Linked DNA regions of Danio rerio: region 2 is linked to region 1. Evidence: chromatin contacts called from public Hi-C data. All regions are on one chromosome and are shown on one strand. Each heading gives the region's core, a stretch centred on a gene start, on an enhancer-like site or on the middle of the called end of the contact. The rest is flanking DNA. Distances are from core to core; before and after follow the strand shown.

Region 1 (4,305 bases), core at 112-2,611:
GTGTGATATTCTAAAAAAGTTTCCTGGAGTAAAATGCACTATAGTGCATCTGATGCTCTCATCTGTTAAGGAATCTCATAGAAATAAAAGTATTCAAGTAAAATGTATGTCTGTTATTTTGTTGACCACCATTTAAATACATCAACAACATCAAATAATATTTAAAGTAAAGGTTACTCAAAATTTTAAATAAGATAACTAGGATTATTGTGTAAAAAAAAAAACATTTATAAGCATTACTTAAGTAAAATATATAAACAAACAGTCAATACAGTTTACTGGGAAATTCCAAGTAAACTTTACTTGAGATTTTCTAATTAAAGCTACAGTTCCTTGTGTTTAGTTTTTACTTGGGAATTCTATTGAAATTACTCACATTTTCTAAGTGAAAAAACTTTCCTAACTTTTTTTAAGTAAATCCTACTCCAAATTTTTTTCAGTGTGTGTATAAACTCTCCTCCTGCATTTGACAGTCTGCCATCGTTCTCTTCTTGGCTTGTTTGCCTCTCTCCCTCAGTCTCACTGTAATGCAAGTCTTCTGCTGGTCCACAAAGCTCTTGGTTTCCACAAGCTTCCCAGAACGCCTGCTAACAAAATGATGAACTGACCTTGCTGTCATCGGGCAAGAAGGTGAACACAAAACCAGGTGTTTTAGCATTAATAAACCTGAAAAACCCCTCAGCTTCTTATTCAGAGGCCAAACCAGCGAGCTCCTGGAAGTCTGGATCTTCTCTGAACCGGATCAGACAGTTCCACCCTTTCTTGATCATCTGAACAGGGTTTCACTTTCAGTTTATTAGTAAAATGCTTCAAATTCCACGCTCACACTTGAAACCAGGATTAGATTCAGATCAAAACAATCCTGAATTAAACTGTCAGTGTCATCTGGTTTAGATGATATTAATTTATTAATCCTTTTTGTAGCTTGAGGAGGTCTTTCTTCTTCATCAGTATTTACACTGTTAACAAGTTGTCCATTGGCGTCTATCTCTATAACAGCAAAGTCTTGAGGTGAGTTTTTTAAGGTTCCATTGAAGCCTTCATGGTCTGATATAAAGCAGGAGAGTGTTTCTCTCCATTGTTGAGCCCTGAATGATAAAACTCGATCATTTTAGAGGTTTATTAGCTTGGATGTACATGTTGTTTGCATATATATAATGAATTATTTTGATCTGAGCGTGTTAACGTTACGATTATTATATTAAATAAACAGTTGAAATATTATTGCAATGGCTCGTGTTTTGTTAAAACAGAAACAGTGCAGATTTTTTACGAAAATCTAGTTTTGTTTAAGAATTTCTTTACTCACCCGCGTCCTGTTGTTGTTGTTGTTGTCGGTAGTTTCCGCAACACGTGGTCGCGCTCTTAAAGGCGCAGTAGCGCAGAAGACAACGTGCTTATGTTACTTATCTTAGTTTTTGAGTTTGTTAATATATTGTTCATTTGTTTCTCTTATTATAATAAGAGCCAGACACAAAATAGCATGTAATATTATGTTTTTTTTAAACGTGACAGTAAAATTCAAACATTAAAACAGTTGTACTATCATATAGTTTAAGATTTAAAAAAATATTTTTGAGTTTGAATTTACTTTGACAACATTCATTTTTAACTGTGTGTTCTTATCTAAAACCATAATATTGTTACTTGGATAAATTAGTTAAAAATTTTCTTTAAAAAAATGATTAAACAATTTAATAAATGTAAAGTTAGCAAAGACAAAAAAAGCCAATAAACAAAACTGAAATAATATAAAATTAACTAACAATATCCATTAAAAAGTACAGCAGCACCTTAATCAAACCAAATTAATAAAATTTGACATATATTAATGTCATCAATATTCAATACGTCTCATACTTATGGTAATTTAGACCCCATAATATAATTAAGACAACAAAAAACATGACTCCAAATGTAAAGGTATCTTTAAATCTTTTTATTTTTCTCTCTCCTCTCTTATACAATGCATAGAAAAAGACATTTAATGATTCTGCTCTGCAGACTGCAGCGTGTGCGTGACTCATCAGGGGTCAGCATTTTCCAAACAAAAAAACAGCGCAAAAAAATAGCTAAATATGGCACATGATTGACTATAATCATAATTATGTTTATATATAATCGCTATACATTATACAAAACCATATCTGTTTGTGTTATACATCATATACATAGGCTATGTGAACTACTTGAAGCAACGTTTGACTTTGCTAATTAAGCATATGGGGACATTCTGTACATTTCACATCAACAACAACAACAAAATGCAAAAACCATATGCTTCCTCATGAAAATGACTTGGAATTATTTTGTACACTGTATTTCATCAGTGTAACATCTGCTACTTGGCAGGCTCGATAATTAAACACCATTTTGATTTTGAGATATTTTTCCTGTTGAATTTGTCAGCTACAGTGTGTCCAACAAACTTTACATTCTGAATAAATTCTACACTTGAAGAAAAAAGGGTTTAAGGGCTCTTTAATGAGCACGATGTTTTCAAATAAGAACATTTGGTTACATTTTGTTTTAAGATGTCCTTGTTATAGTGTAACTATTCATTTAACTGGTTAACATTATTAATAAACCGCATGCACTTACTATGTTGGGGTTAGAATGCAGGTTAGCTGCATTATTGTAACTTCTATAGTATTTCCCAGAGATGGGTTGCGGCTGGAAGGGCATCCGCTGTGTAAAAACTTGCTGGATAAGTTGGCGGTTCATTCCGCTGTGGCGACCCCGGATTAATAAAGGGGACTAAGCCGAAAAGAAAATGAATGAATTTCTATAGTACGTATAGTTACTAAGTACTTGTACTTACATGTGTAACAAGGACACCCTAAAATTAAGTGTAACCTAATATTTAAGATATCATTGTGATATTCTTATAAAGATCCCCAAAGAAAGGAAATTTATTCACAATGCAGCACTAGATTTTCAGAAAAAAAGAAAAGATTATGTAATTTTAGTAGAAAGAAAGAAAAACACCCAAGCTTGTGGATGTAATATCATAATAACATACACTAATGAGCTAAAACATTATGACTACTTACTTTAGTACTTTGCTCTGCATGGTCTCCATAGCACACTCCAGCACACCACAGATACTCAATTAAACTGAGATCTGCAACACCAGGGCAATACCTTGAGCTCTTCATCATGTTCTTCAAACCAGTCCCGAGCAATGTGTGCAGGGTGCACTACCCCGCTGAAAGAGGCCACTTCCACCACTCATGCTCCTCTGTCAAGTTTATATCCATATGAATGGTTAAATTCAGTGTTTTCCAGCAGAACATTGCCCAGGGCATTTTTGTGCCATCACTTCCCAGGTAAATTATTCACACTTACACATGTCCATGTGATGTTAAACCTACTTACTGCTCCAAGGTACACTAGCCACTTTCAACAATGCTCCTCTTTGGTGCTCGGCATAAACATTTGGTGCTTTCCGCAGATCACCTAAATTTTTACCACTGCTGTCCTGTAGCAACCCATAAGCCTTGCCATTTCAGGTGCACATCTCAGTCACTTTGCCATAATTATCAATCCCTTGCCAAAGCTGCTCAAATCTTTACTCCTGTCCGTTCCTCTAGCGTCTTAATTTCATTAGAACAAATGGTTCTAATTTAACCAAACCTTAATATGTGGTCTTTTTTAGGAGATTCATCCATCCATTTGAAACAGCTTATTCCGGTCCAGGTCGTAGGGGCAGAAGTTTCACCAGTCTCTCAAACATGTCCTGAGCCTTCTCCAGATCCTCTTTCTGGTGGGACAAGCTCAGAACATCTCGCCAGGTAGGTGTCCATGATGTTCATTTAGTGCAGTCAATACATTTTAAATACTTTAAGTCTTCTTAAACCTTATGGCCCACCGGGTTTTCTCATCCAAGTAAGCGCATAAATGTAAAGCATGCCATGTATCATTGTCAAGAGCAGCGGTCTCTAACTCAATTCCTGGAGGGTCACAGCTCTGCAGAGATTATCTCCAACCACCTCCAACTCACCCCAGCTTAATAGTCTGTAGTAATTTTGAACACCTTGATTAGTTAGATCCGCTGTGTTTGATTAGGGTTGGAGCAAAACTGTGCAGAGCTGGACCCCTCTAGGAACTGAGCTTGAGACCTATGGTCAAGAGCAACAGGTGTCTTTGTAAACCTACTAGCCAACCAAAAAAAGGTAATAATTGCAATAGCATTGCCTCATGTAAACAAAGCTGATAGCAATGTGTATTATGATGTTACAAGCCAGGCAATAATCACAGTTCTAGCCATGCTTTCTTTACTTTTAAATAATATGAAACATGTTG
Region 2 (3,824 bases), core at 995-3,494, 170 kb after region 1:
ATTTCCAACACACACAAAAAATGTTCATTTATTTAAAAATTTAAAAGAACTGTAAATAATAAATAAATTTTCAACATTATAAGAATGGTGGTTTAAGCTCAGCAAAAATATTTTTGAACATGGGCAAAGCATGGCAAAGCCTGTCTGTTATGTGGTTAATTTGATGAGCGCACTGTTTGAAGACTCAGAGGAAGCGCTCTGCATCTGAGAGTGTGTTGTCAGCTCTGTGCAAATTTTATGGAGATGTCAGTGAGCTGAAACACTCTCCCACTGTTTAAGACCCACCAGTGCCACATATATGAGGCCTCTATGTGCTCATATTTAAAGAATATGGCCCAGAAAGAGAAACAAACCGAGTAAATCACTGACGTTTTCGCTGTGGCTGAAGATTAAAAATTAACTTTTAAATTAAAAAATTCAGAGACGAATAAAACTTTAAATCCAGCTCGACTCCAACCCAAAATACTCCATGCATGCGAGCTGTAATTTATGCATCCCGCGTGAGAAACCCACAAGACGAATGTTCTCTGCTTGGGATGCACATTTGCATATAATATTTAATCAACGAGGAATATGTTTGAAGACTCTATGAAATGACTCGAGAAGTAAGTTTTAAAGTATTTTTATAATAAAAATAAAAAATTATTTTTTAATATACTGGATATAAATGTATGCATTTTAACTGCTAAATTTTAGTTTCATATATTTAATATATAAACATTGCAAATACATACATAAATGCATAAGATTGTTTAAAAAAAAAATATATATATATATATATATATATATAAATAAATAAATAAATAAATAAATATATATATATATATATATATATATATATATATATATATATATATATATATATATATGTATATATATATGTATATGTATATATGTGTGTGTGTATGTATAATTATATATATATATATATAAATAAATAAATAAATAAATAAATAAATATATATATATATATATATATATATATATATATATATATATATATATATATATATATATATATATATATATATATAATTAAAATTGAAAGCTGCATTTAATATATATTATATAAAATATAAAAATACAGTTAACTGCCTTCAATAAAATATTATATACCATAAATATAGAACATATATTAATAATTAATTTTAAATTAGGTGTAATTTTAATTCATCGCAAGTGTAAAAAATATAACAGTTAATACATGTATGAATTGTCTATAATCAAATGTACCTACGTTTATTTTTATGTAATTTTTATATAAAAAAATATTTATATCAAAATATCTATTTAAAAAATATTTAAGTGTAAAATAATTTTCTATATATAAGCTATATATATGTGAAAATATACAAATTTCATACTATGCAAACAAATGTTTATATATGCCTGCATTCAATATATATTTCATCTTTAAGCTCATGGAGAAATCAGGAATATCCTCAAGCTCAACGATGACCATCTCAATCTCAATTACAGCGACCACATGTTTGCGAAACATCCCTAAATAACAGGAATCAAGTCTCTTGTTCGTCTCCCGGGATGGCGCAATCAATTTTCCCAGGGAAGAGCGTGGCAGGAATGGCAATCAAAGCAGCAGGACACTTTCTGCTTTCTCATAACAGCTCTGAAGGTGACAGCTGCATGACACGAAGCGCAAACGGCTCCATAAGGGCTTCATCTTCGCGTTAACATTTGCATGGCCATGAACGCAAGTAATGGGTGTGAGCCAATGTGAAAGGATGAACGTAAACATGACACACCGGTCTGTTATTAGACCTAACCCTGACGCCTGGCAGGGAGTCCTGGCAAAATTCACCATTAGATGCTGAGAGCGTTTATGTTGGACAGATGGAAAATACAGTTCAAAACATCCCTCCGACTGCTCGCCTCATCAAAGACTTGATTATTTTTCCACTTCTGACATACTGAAATGTACGTCTTGGAGGAGCAGGAATCTCATAACGGCTCTTCAGTAGAAAAATGACAATTATTTGAGAGAATGTGAACAACTATTACAAGAAAAAAAGCCATAAGGCAATTTGCTGTCATTATCGTGAAGGCTGTATATCTTGAGGTTGACATTAAACAGACCATGTCAGATTGAAGCACCGTGTATTAGACGAGAACATGTCGGAACGGGAACATGTTGTACACAAAGAACAAAGCGCGAGGTATTATACATGAGCAGTTAAAAGCCTTCAGTCTATAAAGAGCAGCGGGACAATGGCGGGAGCTGTCCAGCAGCACTGGTGCTGAAATGGCGAGGAAAGCGGATTTCTGTTTTGTGGAACATTAGCAGCCTCTAGAGGTGAGCACAATGAATCGCCAAGAAAAGAGTGTTGATTACCTGCCAACATTTGTTCAGTGTGTCTGAAATAAGGGAAAAATGGGAGTGTTGGCAGGTAAGAGCTTATTATTTGTTTAACTTCTGACACTGAAATGCACGTCTTAAATGAGTGGGGAATCTGGTTTTATTGATAGGAGATGAAAATGTGCTCACTATTTACTCACACTCAATGGTTCCATACCATTATCAGTTTCTTTCTTCTGCTAATTGAAAAAGATGAAAGCTGAATTCTAAAGCATTGCAGGTTTATAAAATGTTTTGAAGTAACTTTTTTTTGTGTTTAAATTTTTATTTTTGAGTAAACTATCCCTTTAAGGGTTATGATGCATTAAAGGGAAAATTCACCAAAAAAGAAAACGTCTTAACAATTTACACTTACTTCTTTTGGATCCATTCCTTTATTAATCTGGGCCACAGCGGAATGAACCAGCAACTTATCCAGCATATGTTTTACACAGCGGATGCCCTTCCAGCTGCAACCCATTAATAGGAAACACCCATACACATTCATTCACACACATACACTACAGAGAATTTAGCTCACCCAATTCACCTATAGCGCATGTCTTTGGACTGTTTCCTCCAGGTGCTGCGGTTTCCCACAGAACATGCAAACTCCACACAGAAATGCCAACTGACCCACCCGAGACTCGAACAGGAGAACTTCCATTGGGATTAGTATAAAAAAATACAATGGAAGTTGATGGCTACTGGTTTCCAAGTTTATTACTCCAATATCATCTTCTGTGTTCAAATGAATATGGATACTCAAACAAGGTTTGTGACAAGTGGAGGATGAACAAAGAGTGAACTGTCACTTTAAATGCATCACAACTGAGTCCTTATATAACGTGGCCTCAATAAATCAAATATATAACTATCATTTCTTTCAGCCCACATAAACCGTTTGCACATCATCCCTCATGACTGGACAGAAAACTGCGGCTATTGGTGTAAATAAACATCACTGTTAACTTGCAATGTGTACTACTGTGTTAAAAAATAAACATATTTAGAGGCATACATGATGATTCATACAGTTTTTACTGCAAAAGATACCAAAAGAAATAATTAGCTTCGAGAATATATTGAAAATTAAGATTAATTAGAGCTGTTAATATTTTTCTTGTCTTCAATATTACAGATTTTTGGGATCAGTGTTCATACAAACTAAATTCAGCATGGTCTTTTTTCAATTGTAGTCAATGAAAGTGTAATTGTGCTTGATTTAATATTGAAGTACTGAAGCGCTGGCATTTCTATCAGCTTAATTAGAGAATATTGTATCATATGTCCACCCACTTACAGTTCAAAACCATGGCACTGAAGAGCAGATTAAAAAGTAATTTCATGAAATGTTTAAAGTTAAATATTAAAGCACGGAACATGTCTAATATATTAAGCAATCGTTGATTAAGCTCATATACAATTTATAAAACTATTTCCATTCCTCTTTGATTTGAAACCCCTTGAA

The links. Hi-C and Micro-C count contacts between places; a contact is called where the count stands out from the background.
Region 2: a Hi-C map of an unstated tissue shows a contact between it and region 1, with 4 times the contacts expected there. The contact joins two enhancer-like sites. A contact is called at or near these places in 3 of 18 Hi-C or Micro-C datasets (caudal fin, embryo and an unstated tissue) and 1 of 4 datasets of contacts at active chromatin or transcription factors (caudal fin).

What each region holds. Positions count from the first base shown.
Region 1 is chr4:13,598,525-13,602,829 of GRCz12tu, forward strand. It overlaps LOC101884202, which reads left to right. Exons shown (of 9, transcript XR_012401967.1): 7 at 3,659-3,794. It also overlaps the pseudogene LOC101886176. Among named protein-coding and RNA genes, the nearest start is that of si:dkey-6a5.3, 28 kb to the left of the region's middle. Within about 2 kb of position 1,362, at least 26 of the 62 cell types and tissues checked have an H3K27ac peak or open chromatin away from gene starts, as enhancers often do.
Region 2 is chr4:13,767,312-13,771,135 of GRCz12tu, forward strand. All of the region lies in intron 1 of grip1 (glutamate receptor interacting protein 1), which reads right to left. All of the region lies in intron 2 of LOC103910424 (a long non-coding RNA gene), which reads left to right. Among named protein-coding and RNA genes, the nearest start is that of grip1, 62 kb to the right of the region's middle. Within about 2 kb of position 2,245, at least 8 of the 62 cell types and tissues checked have an H3K27ac peak or open chromatin away from gene starts, as enhancers often do.